Linked DNA regions of Mus musculus: region 1 is linked to region 2. The links are chromatin contacts, called in public Hi-C maps. All regions are on one chromosome and are shown on one strand. Each heading gives the region's core, a stretch centred on a gene start, on an enhancer-like site or on the middle of the called end of the contact. The rest is flanking DNA. Distances are from core to core; before and after follow the strand shown. Region 1 overlaps Pkig (protein kinase inhibitor, gamma). Region 2 overlaps Jph2 (junctophilin 2).

Region 1 (7,035 bases), core at 232-2,731, 370 kb before region 2:
CTGGTCTACCTAATCAGTTATAGGACAGCGAAGGCTGCATAGAGAGACCCTGTTTTATTTTTAAAATTAAGAAACAAAAAAAAAAGGGGGGGGGGGAGGGAGGAGAGGAGGGAGAGCGGAAAGGAGGGAGGACAGAGAGATAAGACATGCAAGAGGGTCAGGAAGATGGCTCAGTGGGTAAAGGTGCTTGCCACTAAGCCCCAGACACCATGTGCCTGACAGAATGAACTCCTGCACATTCTTTTATGACCTTCACACCTGCACTGTGTACCTTGTGTAAACACACACACACACATACAGCAAGATAAATGTGAAAACATGTAAGACCATGCATTCCATCTTGATTCAAAGTCCAGCTCCTGAGCAGCTTGCCCCACATGGGAGCACAGCAAGCCGGCATCGCTCCCACCTCACAGAGCTTAGAGTTCACTGCACACTGGGTCACTTAGCTCATGACTGCGTGTTCAGGGCTTCAAGGGCGCTAGAGGGATGGCCAGGACCCAAGATGGAAAGCAGCACATCAGCCAATAGGCAAGGATGTACGGAAAGAATCTGGGCATGGTAGCTTCCACCTGAAGCTCCAGCACTGAAGAGACTCAGGCAGGAGGACTGTTGTGAGCTCGAGGCCAGTCTGAGCTACACAGTTGAATAGTGAGCTCTGGGATAAAAGAATGAGACCATGTCTCAAGTAAAATTATAAAATGAAGAGAGGCAAAAATTATAAAAAGAAAAAAAAAGGCAGGAAGAAGGAATGGGGGTACAAGGAGGCCCTAAGGAAGGGAACAGGCGGGTACTGAGGCTCTGAGGAAGGAAGATGGGGTGGAGCAGAGCAGAAAGGACACACATGAGGGACAGTGGCAGGGAAGACACACCCTGGAGGGGTTTAGGTAAGACCATGAAGACAGCTGTGGATGGGTTAGGTTAGGCTTCTGGGGAGGTCAGAGGTGAGAACGCAACAGGGACCAAGCAGACACCTAGCTGGATCCTAGACACAACCTGGAAAACAAATATGTGGGCAGCTTCTGTCTGACAGGGAGTTTTGGTTTCTGACTTAAGTCAGGTGGTAAGAGGAGGTGTGGCTATTGAAATGGGACCCAGAGGGAAGCATTTGGGACGCCAGATGGATGGAAAGCAACCATTCAAGGGTTCATTAAGTCCCTGCTGGCTTCAAGCTCCCATGAGCCCTCCAATGGGATGGTGGGGAGGGCACATGGAAGAGGCTGGAGAGGGAACAAAGGCGTGAGACCAGGAATGTCCCTGTGGGGGACAATAGTCTAGAGTGAAGAGAACCATGATTCTAAGGAAGGAACTCGGTAATTATCCAGGGACCAGACCATACATTAGATTTCATAGCCAATTCTCTCAAGCAAAGACCCTGCCCCTCTTTGGGTTTCCAAATGAGGCAGAAGCAAAATTCTGTGTAAGGAAGTGCCCTCTGCACCCAGCAGATGGCGCTCCCTGCCTGTCTTTCTTAGTGTGTGGGGAGACCAGAGCGAACTCCTGGAGGTGGTTCCTTCTGCTGCTCACACTGCCTCCCCTTCCTCTGGGGAAACTGTTCAAAGCCTCGGCAGAGCCTGTTGCAATGGTGATGACACTCTACAATGATGAGACTGCAGCACAAAGAGTGGTGAGGACAGTCACCAGGCACTTGCTCACGTCCATCACTCTCAATGGCCCCACCCCGTAGATAAGCACTGTGTGTGTGTAACTTTATAACTTGACTTGGAAAGGTCTCAGGCCAGTCCATGTGCTTCCTAGGCTCAGATGTTTCCCCAGGTGACACCAGCTGCCCATGGGGTGGGTCAAACCCTGGGTAGCCCACACCATCTGCTGTAGCCTCTTTGCTCAGCTCTTTTCCATCGAGAACGTCAGTTCCATGAAAAGAGATTTGTGTCTGGATTGTCACTGCACCAGACTGAGAGGCCTGATCTTGGCAGCTGAGCCAAACCCACTCTGCTGCTTCCTTCCAAGATGCTGGGCTCGGCACCTGCTACAGAGGAGTGCGCTATAAATACACCTGGATCACACAGCTTTTCACCCGCCCACCTGCCCACCCACCCATCCTCTCCTCCATTCCCTATCTGTGGGATGACAGAGTGACCCCAGGGACTGCAGGGAAGGCTCTGACTGCCGGAGTGCTCCACCGTTGTTGCTCTCTCCAGGATCTGACACCAGAAGATGAATTACCTGCTAAGCCACCTGCTGGCCTCTCACTAGGACAGACTCCCTAGGGCTTTAAACTTGCTCTTGCTATGTCTGACCTTTGAGCCACCCTGGCAGAAAGCTGATGCTGTTGGCACTGCCAAGTCCCAAACCCAATCCTGGAAAGCACCCATCTTCATTCATCCTTAGGGACCATGGCTCCAAACACAGCTCTGGGGAGTTTCCAGCTCAACACACAAACACTCAAATTTACTGTCTTCCATGACTGTATTCTTCACACTATGGTAGCCTAGGCCTAGAATTACAGCTACTTGATGCCAAGGGAGGATGACCTTGGGTCCGGCTAGCCTGAGGTACATAGCAAGATGCCATCCCAACAGACAGACAGACAAGCATGAGAAAATGTTCATTTATGCTGGAAGTGAAATAAAATCATATAGTCATATATGAGTAACTTTTTTGTTTGTTTGTTTGTTTGTTTGTTTGTTTTTCAAAACTTCTTCTCTGTGTAGCCCTGGCTGTCCTGGAACTCACTCTGTAGACCAGGCTGGCCTCAAACTTAGAGATCCACCTGCCTCTGCCTCCCAGGTGCTGGGATTAAAGGTATGAGCTACTACAGTCTGGCTTTCCTCAAACTCAGGATCCTCCTGCCTCCACATCCTCCAACAAATCCTACCAGTGTGCACCAGGCCACCAGAGCCAGCAAGATTGATTTTTAAGTGTGTATATATATATACATATATATATATAATATTACTCTACATTTTTGAGACTGGGTCTCATGCAACCCAAGCTGGCTTTGAACTCAAAACATAAACAAGGCTGGCCTTAAACTCCTGATCTTCCAGCCTCTATTTCCCAACTGCTGAGATAATATGTACCATACCTGACTTACCTTTTCAATCTTCTTTTGGGAAATGGCTTTGTTTTTATTATTATTATTATTATTAGTGCTGGAGATGTGACCCAAGGCCTTCTGCATGCTAGGCAACTGTTCTATCATTCAACTACACTCTAGCCCATAAGTTATCAATTATGTGTGGATGAGAAATAAAACTCAAAAGGTACAAATGGAAAGATGCAAGGCCTGGGTGTCTCCACCTACTCCAGACACTCTCCCTCAGCACACTATATCTTGGGTCCTTCCAGAAATGTCTGTGTGATACACAAAACCCCTCCCTTCTTTCTTATGTCTTTTGTAAAGAAATTTCTCGTTTGTCCATTTCTTCATCTATTACTGTGTGTCCATGGCATGTGTGTGGAGCACGATGCTTCTATGGAGATCAGAGGACCTCTTTGGGGAACCTTTCTGTGCACTCTAGGGTCTGAACTCAGGTTGTCAGGCCTGCGACGCAAGAGCCTTTCCCCCACTAAACCATTTTGCTGGGCATCTCTCCTTTTCTTTTTGAGAAAGGGTCTCACACTGTGGACCAGGGCTGGGCTGGAACTCACTATATACCCTAGGTGGGCCTCCAACTCACAGCAATCCTCCTGCCTCAGCTTTGCAGATGCTCAGATTATAGGCATGCACTATCATGACTGGCCAAAACTTTTTCTTTTTCATCTTGCTTTTCTTCATCCAAGCATATGTCTTAAAAACAAATCCAAATTACCCTGAAACTCTGTGCAACGATTATATCAAAACACTACAAACATATCCAAAGTCCACCCAGCCTTCAGCTGCCGTTAGCAGCTGCAGGATCCTCTGCGGGCAGGCACAGCTGCAGACTGATTTAATTACCCTCCCCAAAGACCTGGAGTTTCTTCCCTTAAAAGCAGAGCGGCCACATCAAAGGCTCTGTGCTCTCAGTCCAGAGGCTCTTTTATCTTCCCTCCCATTTCAAGCCACCTTGTGCTGCTAAATCAAGACTTGAGTGGACCACGCTCAGCCGCACAAGACAGACCTTATTATACAGATTCAAGAGTTTAAAGACCACTTTCATTCTTCTGTAGTCTCCTTCACCGAGAGTGAACACCATTGCTCTTGTCTTTGTACCCTCAAGGCTGTTCCAGTGCCTGCACGCAGTGGGTACTTCATACTTACTGAATTAAAACTAACTATTAATAGCCTAAGTCCTCCTCCTGAGTGGCCAGGCTGGATCACTGACAGCACACTGTGCACACAAGTCCTCTAGCCTCCACTTGAGAAATGAGGAAATTGAAGCTGGGGAGTGGAGTGACTTCTCAGCTCATCCCCGTTCCTCTCAGCTGGCCGGCACCCACGCTGTCCTTCACACTCTCCACCTCTCTGTCCCATGGCCTGCCCATCCACTCGCTCAGCATCGACTCTCTCGTGCAGAGGTGAGACACCTGGGTGACACCATTAGGAACAGCAGCAGCATCTTCCTTCCTGGGCAAGGAGCAACCTCAATTGTTGCCTGAGAGAAAACTCTATGGCCCTCAGCTCTGGCCTCCCCTTAGTTTCCTCTCTCACAGGACTCACTTGGGTGCATAGGCCTAAGCACCCTGGTCTCCTAAACCTGCCCTTTTCCCACACAAGCTGGCCTAACTCTACCTCTGGCTCCCCCTCAGGTCCTCCTCTGTTGGCAAGAGGGACACTCAGGAAAGTAGTCAGGCTTGTGGCGGCACCTGACTCAGAACCGTTCAATGAGAGAGTAAAGCAAAGCTGAGTGTGACTGTGCGTGCCTGCAATCCTAGCACTCAGGAGATGGAGGCAGGAGGATCAAAAGTGTAAGGGCATTCTTGACTATACAGTAAATTCAAAGCCAACCCGGGCCACAGGAGACCCATAAAGTGCGACACGCACACTGATCTGCTCATATCAACTGACACAAGAATGTTCTTGATAAACCGTCACCAACATGGGGGTCTGTGTTGCTCGGCCCTGGCCCACTGCACATCTCCAGCAGAGAAGCAGTTTGGATGCACTCAGGAAATGACAGGGCCTGGTCCATAGCAGGTGCTCAACAATTAACAAAAAGTTATGGAGAGTTAAACTGAGAGGCTCTCCAGAGAGAGAGTCCATCTAGAAAAGACTGTTGTTACTTGGAAAAACTAAAGCTCAAAGATTGCTAGAGGGTCACCTTCAATTCCAGGAGGCAGAGGTAGGTGGATTTCTGTGAGTCGGAGGCCAGCCTGGCCTACACAGAGTTCCAGACCAGCCAGGGTGACATAGTAAGACCTGATCATAAGTAGTAACATCACCACCACCACTACCACCACCCAAGGTTCTAGACTCCACAGGCCCTATTGCCTAGTGCAGAACTCACTGCTATCACCAGTCCCTGGTGACATCACCAGTTCAGGGACTGCAGGTGTGCTGTAGGGCAACTCATCTAATGCCTCTGTCAAGCCAGCCTCCCCTCTTACCGCCTGGGACACACTGGCCATCACCCTTTGCCCCTGCACTTGGGAATAACCAAAGCACCCTGAAGTTCATGGGCTGAAGTGAAGATGAGGTGAGCATATGGGCTCAGAAGGGCTGGAAAGTTCCATGAGACATGAGAAGCACCAATTAATAAACCATTACTGTGCCCCACTGTGGCTGAGCTATCAGTAAACCTTCCCTTCTGACATTTCACTTGGCTCCTTTGTTTACTCTCTCTCTCTCTCTCTCTCTCTCTCTCTCTCTCTCTCTCTCTCTTTCGTTTTGTTTTTTGAGACAGGGTTTCTCTGTGTAGCCCTGGCTGTCCTGGAACTCACTCTGTAGACCAGGCTGGCCTCAAACTCAGAAATCCACCTGCCTCTGCCTCCCAAGTGCTGGGATTAAAGGCATGTGTGACCACTGCCTGGCTACTCTCTGTTTAATGGTGCTGCAGAGAGCCAAAACCCTACCCCTCCTCCTGTGCTTTCGCTGCTAGGTGAACAGGAATCCCACCAGTTGGCATCCTGGCCAGCATGGGCACTATTTACCTGTGAGACCTAGCTCAGAGGCTGCTGAACTGCTCTAGACTCTAGGGTAGAGGGAACAAGGGATGGACCCTGTGCCACAATAGCGCTAAAAGTCTGACCCTACCCTCACGGTCCTCAGACTCCCAGAACCCCCCTCCTCTCCTAGCTTCCTTTTTTCCATCTGAACAATAATGGAGTCTGATCTCTAAGTCTCTTCCAGCCTGGACATTTCATTGTCTATGGCGCCAGAGATGCCAGGCACCTTGTCAGATGTGAGGTGCACACTGGAGACAAGATTTACAATCTGACACAAGAAAAAGCACTGCATGGGTATGTTAATCGACCATGGCAGATTCTAATACTGGCTATGGAAGGAGAGGAAAGGCTCTCTCCAGTGGTATATGTGGTTCAGTTAAAGGTGGGAAGGTCGCCGGGCCGTGGTGGCGCTCGCCTTTAATCCCAGCACTTGGGAGGCAGAGGCAGGCGGATTTCTGAGTTTGAGTCCAGCCTGGTCTACAAAGTGAGTTCCAGGACAGCCAGGGCTACACAGAGAAACCCTCTCTTGAAAATAACAAAAAACAAAACAAAACAAAACAAAACAAAAGGTGGGACGGTCAGAGAAGAAGCTTTTCTTTGAAAAGAAAGAAAGGAGGGAAAAGGTGGAGAGCCAGGCGTGGAGACATCTGACTATAATCCTAAACCTTGAAAGAGGCATGAACACTCCCAGATGTTCATGGCCAGCCTGGTCTACACATAGAGTTACATAGGAAGACCCTGTCTCAGAAACCAGATGACCAAACTAACAACCCTCCCTCACACAAAATGAAGGTGGCAGGGTTGGAGAGAGGCTCAGCGGTTAACAGCAATGGCTGCTCTTCCAGAGGTCCTGAGTTCAATCCCCAGCATCCACGTGGTGCTCACAACCATCAACAAAGGGGTCTAATGCCCTCTTCTGGTCTGTGGATATATATGCAGCAGAGCACTCAGACGAAGACGACGAAGAAGAAGAAAAGAAGAAAG
Region 2 (7,552 bases), core at 4,764-7,263:
TCTGAAGACAGCAGCTGTCCTTTCACCCTGTCTTTTGGGCAGTTCATCTCATGGCCGAGGTCTGCCAGAGCACTAGAAGAAGAGTGGAAGGGAGGGGCAGGGCCACTCCAACTTCATCCTTTCCGTCCCCTTGCTTGTACAGATAAAGGATTCTTTCTATTTACTTCTTGCTCATGTTCGTGAGAATTCAGGGGCTAGAATCCATCTACCTTGTGGCTCTGCTATTTTTAGCATATGGCTTCTAAGGCCACATTCTCTTTAGCTGGTAAAGGGAGAAAACAGAGCCCAGGATACCCATGGAAGGATGCTATTGGCTAGGCTGGGAAGCACGAAATTAGATTATCTTACATTCTATTGGTCAGAGATAGTCACGTGGCCTGAAAGGGACCCTGGGAGAAAGTCTAGCTGTGAGCCCAGGAAGAGGTGGAGACAGGTTGGTGAGCTGCTCACCTGCCCCAGTCGCTTGGTGAACTTGGGCTACCATGCATGCCTGGTGTTTTTACATGGGTGCTGGGGATTTAGCTCAGGACTTGTGCCTCCGAGGCAACCTTAACTGAGTGAGTTATGGCCCCAGCCACTGAACAAAGCCGTGTAGATTTTGTCTTACTGGGTTTCGGGGGTAATCCAGCTTCCTTCTGTAGGAAGTAGAATCAGAGATTAAGTGACTGGGTAGACCAGCGACTCACTTTGGTGCCTAGCCTTGAACCTCTGTGCTCAGCCATCATCCCCCATGTACCCAGCATGGCCCCTCCAGTCCACCTCTCAGGTCTTGCCTCGACTGTCCCTCCCACCTCCCATCTTCCCCTGAGTGCTCGCTCCCACCTGACTTGTTCCTTAGCTCTACCCGACGCCACACTGCTTCCTGATAGCATCTCAGGCCTCCACATCCTTCCTCACGTGGTTGGTTGGTCACCAGGCATGGGACCTGTTGTTTCTCTGTTTTTCCTGGTAGGACACCTCATGTTCCTTCTTTTTACCACTCCAGGCCCAGACCTGTAACCTCTTAAAAGGCTCAGCAAAGTCTCTGAGTTACTGTATCAAATTCCTTACTTTTTTTGGTTTTAAATGCCTTCATTGTGTGGGTTAGTTGTTCTTCCTGGGAAACCTGAGTCAAATCCATTACACCAAGAGCAAAACCTCAACTTGTATGCACCTGCACCTATTATGCGTTGGGTATAAAGTTCGTTGCTACAGCTGTGCACCTACTGTGTGCTGGACATGATATTCAGTGATGGGGGGTTATAGCTGTGAGAGAGATGGGGTCATCTCTCACCTTAGTGGGCTTCCTGGTGTGGTATAGTCCCTAAGCTTGGGGCAGTCCTGGTTGGCTCTGGGTATAGTCACAGCTGTTTGTAGTCAGATGTTGGGGTTTCTTCCGTTTCACAAAGGGGAAACCAAAGCACAGGAAGTAAAGCAGCCTAACTGAAGTCACAGAGCTTGGAAAAAGTAGGCTGGGAGCTGATGAGACAGTGCAATCGGTAGAGCTGTGACTGGGGAGACGACCAGTCAGCAGAGTGTTTGCCACTCAAGGTGAGGACCCTCAGGATCCACGTCAAGAAATAAAACAACGGGCTGGAGAGGTGGCTCAGTGGTTAAGAGCACTCACTGCTCTTCCAGAGGACCCAGGTTCAATTCTCAGAAAACACAGGGTGGTTTATAACCATCTGTAACTCCAGTTCCAGGGGATCTGATGCCCTCTGTGACCTCTGTGCACCAGGTACACATGTGGTACACACACGTATACATACAGGCAAAACGCTTGCACTCATGAAATAAAAACTCAATAAATCTGATAAAAAACAATCAAACAAACAAAAAAAACCAGACCACCACCAACAGGGTTGGTTACTGTACCTGTAATACCAATTTGGGAAAAGAGGTGACAGACATCCCCGGGGGCTCACTGGCCAGCCAGCCTAGCCTACTTTGGGAAACTCCAGGCCAGTGAGAGATCCTGTCTCAAAAAAGGTAGATAGCAGCAGAAGGATGGTAAACAGGGCTGACCTCTTGCCTCTAGACAAGTACACTTGAGCATTCATATGAATGGATGCGTGCATAATGCACATGATCACACACGTGTGCACACACGCCTATCAAATCATAAATAAATGTAATAAAAAAAATAAGGGGGAAACCCAGGTCATCTGTCACTCAGCAGGCACATCTGGGATAGGTCCCCTGACAGTGTGCTGCCCACAGTGGCTGTAGGCTTTCCAACATCCCCCCACACAAGGACTCAACATTATAGCTGTTGCTCGGCTGAGAGACGGTGACGGTGAACATCTCTTCTGGAACCTGGTGCCTGGCCTGGCCTACATTGGTTTTGCCACTCAGGCAGCCTTTGGAACCAGAAGTGTGATTTCTGGTTGTGTGCAAGAGGGATCCCTCTGGAGCCTCTCCCTGCAGGGTCTCAGTGGAGGTGATGGGAAGCTGGGGACATGTCTGCCAGGCCCCAGGAGCACGTGGGAGCTGCCTGGAATTCCTCCCCAAGTTTTTATCAGTTTCCATTCACCCTGGGGTGGGGCTGAGGTGGGTGCTGGTGCCACTGGGGGCTGCTCTGGAGAAAGTTGGAATGCCACAGCTGAGCTCCACCTGGGGAGGGGCTGGAGGCTGGGGCTGGGCTGCTCCGGGAGAGCTCAGCTGTCACATTCCTGGGGCTCAGGGAGAGCGATCCCGGGCGCCTTGTCCTTATTTAGGCAGGAGATGTCTGCTGACTTGGGTCTGCTGGTTGCCATGGCCTGACTACTCACTCTCACCAGGTGGGTGGGGCAGGATGAGCATGGTCACAGCTAGGTCAGCAAACTCCGGGGCAGACGATCCCAGCAGTCCCAGACACCCCAGGGTGGCAAGTTCAACCCTTGGGGAGACAAAGTACCCTGTCAGCAAAAAGTAGCAGCTACCGTTAGTGGGAGGTCAGCCCCGCCAGCACCACAATAAGTCGGCCCATAAGCCTGAGGCGGGCAGAGGGGTTCTCCTATTCTCTTCTGTGTGGCTTGCTGCATATGCTAGGCAGGCACTCAACCTCTGAGCTATGGCCCACCCCTTCCTTTTTCTTGTTTTGGTGGGAGTCACAACGGAATTCCAGGCTTGCCCCTTTCCTGTTGGGGTGTGTGTTTGGGGGTGGGGGGGGGGAGGCTGGCTATCTAGCCTACCCACCTGTTAGTGCAGGTTGCAAGCCAGAGAGAAGTGATGCTGTTTTATAAACTTACATCTAAGCTATGTCTATCACTTGGGGCAGATCTTGTTTGTTAGAGCAAGTCACTAGACTTAGCACACATTCAAAGAGGAGAAATGAGACCAGAGCGTGGCCTTCAGGAGACACCTGAGAAATCTGCCCGTTACCCTCATTTTTTTTTTCAGAAGAGTAATGAATGCACAGAGAGGTTAAATGCTTTGTGCAGATCACACAGCTAGGAAGGGTGTCGGGGGGACAGTGTCTGGGATTCAAATCCACAAGACATGATCATAAAGTCCACGATCTTAACTTTGATGGCTCAGTTAAGTCTGTGTTCACAGCCCTGTTAGCAAACCAGTACAGGGATGGACCCACCAGGACAGTGGACTTCTAAACTAATACATCCATTGGTTCGTTAGCATGGTGGCTTCTGAATGCTACCCCTTCAATGGATACTTTCCCAGTCATTTATAAGATGCCATTTAAAAATTGGAAGTATGGGCCAGGTGTGGTGGTAGCGCATGTCTTTAACCCTAGCACTTAAGAGGCAGAGGCAAGCAGGATCTCTTTGAGGTTAAGGTCAGCCTGATCTACATAACAAATTACAGGACTTCATAGAGAGACCCTGCCTTTAAGAAAAAACAAAATAAGGAGGTGTACTTTTTCCCCATTTGGTACCTGGGCTGGAAACTGAGGCTTGGTGCATGCTAGGTAAGTATATATGCAGCCCATGGATAAACTGAATATATACCTCAGCCCATGAATGAACTGTTTTGGGAGGGAAGCTTCCTGAGTGGCCCTGAAGACTGCTGTCTTCTGCACAGCCAGCTCTGGTGGCCCTGCGGGCCTGTGATGCCCTGCTGTGGCTTCTTCAGCTGCCAAAGTGTGGCTCAACCCCAGCCTCACAGTCTTACCGATAACTGCTGGCTCTCACGGACCAACCACTTCAGGGGTGGGATCTTGCTGGTAGCCACACATTCTGCGGCCCCTCAGACAGGCTGCAGGAATGTAGGGAACCCCACAGGGCCCCTAGAGGAAGAGATTGGCTTAAGGCCATTTTCAGTTGCTGGCTGTTCAGGATTGTGACTGAAGGCTGACAGTTATCCAAAAGACTGTGAGACTGGGGTAGAACCACGCACGCTTTGTCAACTGGAGAAGCCTCAGCTCTTTCTAGCTGCAAGCTTGACATGAGCCTTCTACGCCAGCATCTCTTCTCCAGGGAACTGGGGTGTCTCGGAGATGAATGTGATCTTAGCAGTTGTAGCTTCCTATTGCTGCTACAATGAATGGCAGCAAACTTGCGACCAAAGGTTCTTTCTCTTATTTCTGGAGCTGAAAGGTCTTTCGGGAATGCCACTGGGCTAACGTTGAATGTTAGGTAGCAGGGTTAGTTCTTACTTCGTGCTCTGGGAGGAGAGCCCAGCCATCGCTTTCCAGCTTCAAATGGTCCTTACCCTGACCATGGCCATTCCTGTAGCCTTAGGGCACATCTCTGGTCTCCATACATCAATTCTTTCCGATGATGTCAGTTCTTCCTAGTATGCCTCTTATTGTACCTGCGATTAAATGTAGGACTTTCCTAACCCTGCAAATCCCCATCTCACATCCTCCAAGCCTGTTTGCCATGTAAGGGGATGCTCACAGGTTCCTGTGATCAGGAGGTGGGTATCTGGGACAATATCCTCCTTTTCCAGCCACCTGAATAGGACAAGGGGCTGGAATGTGGTGAGCCAACTCTTGCATCTAAGGCTGGAAGGGCTGCATCTCCATTCACCTCCCCACCCCCCTCACTGGAGTAGATTCTGCTTAGGAGGCTTCTCCTGCAAGCAGACCATCACCACATAAAACACAATCATCTGCAGGTGCATCCCCCTCCCCATCCTGGGGGAATTTGGAACAAGCTTCCATGGTGGGGAAGCTCTGCATAGGACTGGGGGCAGGTATTGCTTTTAGACCTTGAACCCATACCGCCCAATGCCACCTCTGATGTCCACTTTAAATAGAATGTGTCCACATTCAAAGATTGCAAAAACGAGATCTGCTCTGGGCTGGTGTCTTAGTTACTCTCCCAGCTACTGTGATAAAATATTCTGACAAATGCTACTCAAGGGAGAAAGGGCTTATTTTGGCTCACAGTGTGAGGGTATAGGCCATCATGGAGGGGAAGTTGAGGGAGCAGGAACTTGAAGTGACAGATCATATCACATCCGTAGTCAGGAGACAGAGAATGCTGAATGTTTGTGTACAGCTCACCTCCTCCTTTTCTGTAATCTGGACCCCAAGCCTAGGGAATAGTGCCACCTATAGTGGGCAGGTTTCCTCACCTCAGTGAATCTAAACAAGAGATTTTCCTACAAGTGTGCTCAGAGGTTTGTCTCCCGTATGGGTCTAGATCCCACCAAGTTGATAACTGAGATTAACTATCATAACAGGGCCCACCCATTCCAAGTGGTTTCTGTATATTGCTTGGCTATATAATTCAGGAACTTTATGCTATGACTGCAGGGCTGTTTATATCACTATTTTACAGATGGAAAAAAAATCAAGGCATAGGAATTTTAAGCCACCTGGTATTATTATGTCTGTGCTCCTAACACCTCCAAACACTAAAATATGAGCAGCAGTTTTTCCTTTGTAAAACTGTTTACTTTCCAAAGTTTCCTATAGCAAATCAATACTATTATTTTATGATATATAATATTTACAAGCTATATCTTTATTAGAAAATAAACTTATATCTGTGTTTACACATTATAAAATACAGATAATAAGATGCCAGCTATGGCCGTGTAACCTGCCCAGGGGGCGCTCTCCTCCCAGCAATCTTCCCTTCATTCTACTCTCGAGACATTTCACTTTGTCTTATCTCTCCCCCCAGACTCTTCATCTTTCCAGAGCAGGGGCCATGTAAGGCTCAACTCTCACTTTAATAATCCAATGGGTAAGTGACTTGACTTCTCTCTTCCTCGGTTTTCCCTCTTGTGAAGACGGTGACAGAGTCCACTTAGTTTTCTGCCCTGTTAGAAGCAATCCTCACATAAATCTAAATAGGAAAATGAGACTGCAAACCCAAATAGAAGAGGTCATAGAAGGAAATCTTCATGAACTTGGTCCAGGCGCAAGCATTCTTAGATAGGACACCAAAAGACCAGATAACAAAAGGAAAGGGTCATTCAATAATTCAACCTCATTACAACTTGAAGCTTTTGTGCTTCAAAGAGTACCTTTAAGACGGCGAAAAGCAGGCAAGCTGGCTCAGGAAGTGAAGGTGTTTGTACTGTAAGCCTGGAGACCTGGATTCAGTCCCCGGAACCCGTGTAAAGGTGGAAGGGGAAAACTCACTCCAGTTATTTATTTAGAGGCAGGGTCTCTCACTGAACCTGGAGTTACCAATTTGGCTAGGGTGCCCACCCAGCCAGGGAGCCCCGTGGATTCACCCATCTATGCCTCGCCAGGGTTGACATTGTAGATATATGCCACTGAGCCTAGTTTTTAATGTGGGTGCTGGGAATTCAAACTCAGGTCCTTGCACATGCACAGTGCTTCACCAAGCACTTTACCAAGCAAGCCCTCCTCCCAGCCACTAGCTGGCTATCTTAACAACTTGTTTCCTGCTCTTGTGTAGGGTGTATGGCAGGGACACCTGGTGGGCAAGCTGGCTGGATCCCTAGAAGGTGACTGTACCCCACGATGTTCGTGCCCGTCCAGTAGTCCATGGCACAAACTGAGTACAAAGTGCTTAACAGATAGCCAAATGAGCACTAGTGATCTCAGGAGAAAAAGAAACATTTCATTCTTCATAGAACAGAGGGCTGGCTGAAGACTTTTCTCTAACGGACCAGAAGGGAAATACTTCTGGCTCTGCTCATCCTACGGTCTCTATGGCAACCGCCTAACTCCAGACAGTACACAAATGAATGAGTGTGGCTGCACGCCACTAAAACTTTATACAGACACCGAAATTTGAATCCCAGACCATTTTCACGTGCTAGAAAATATTACTCCTTTGGTTTTTTTTTTCCTCCAACCACTTAATAAAATAACCATTTTTAGCCAGGCTCATACAAAACCAGTCAGGGGCTTTATTTGACCATGGACTGTATTTGGCTGAGCCTGCAGTAACTTTAACAGGGATTCAGAGGTGTTCTAATGGCAGTTGTGTTTGAGGGGGCCTAGAATCGTGCCTGCTTCATAATAGACAGACCACAAAATTGTAGTAAGTGAATGACCAAAGCATGGATGTGGGCCTTGGGTATGGATGGATGGGAAGGGTCTTCCAGGCTGGGGAACAGACCAAGCTAAGCCCTGGAGTCAGGCTGCACCCCCTTTTGGCTCCTCAAAGCCACTAATGTGTGGTGTGGATAGCAGGGGAAAAGA

The links. Hi-C and Micro-C count contacts between places; a contact is called where the count stands out from the background.
Region 1: a Hi-C map of the P5424 cell line shows a contact between it and region 2, with 2.4 times the contacts expected there. The contact joins two enhancer-like sites. A contact is called at or near these places in 4 of 484 Hi-C or Micro-C datasets (the G1E-ER4 cell line, the P5424 cell line and embryonic stem cells).

What each region holds. Positions count from the first base shown.
Region 1 is chr2:163,713,932-163,720,966 of GRCm38.p6, reverse strand. All of the region lies in intron 2 of Pkig (protein kinase inhibitor, gamma), which reads right to left. Among named protein-coding and RNA genes, the nearest start is that of Gm16316, 25 kb to the right of the region's middle. Within about 2 kb of position 1,481, at least 88 of the 459 cell types and tissues checked have an H3K27ac peak or open chromatin away from gene starts, as enhancers often do. A contact at or near this core is called in the P5424 cell line, where this site is marked.
Region 2 is chr2:163,349,097-163,356,648 of GRCm38.p6, reverse strand. The region is part of intron 2 of Jph2 (junctophilin 2); the gene reads left to right. Gm35750 (a long non-coding RNA gene) reads right to left here and starts at 315. Exons shown (of 2, transcript XR_375198.3): 1 at 1-315. Within about 2 kb of position 6,013, at least 43 of the 459 cell types and tissues checked have an H3K27ac peak or open chromatin away from gene starts, as enhancers often do. A contact at or near this core is called in the P5424 cell line, where this site is marked.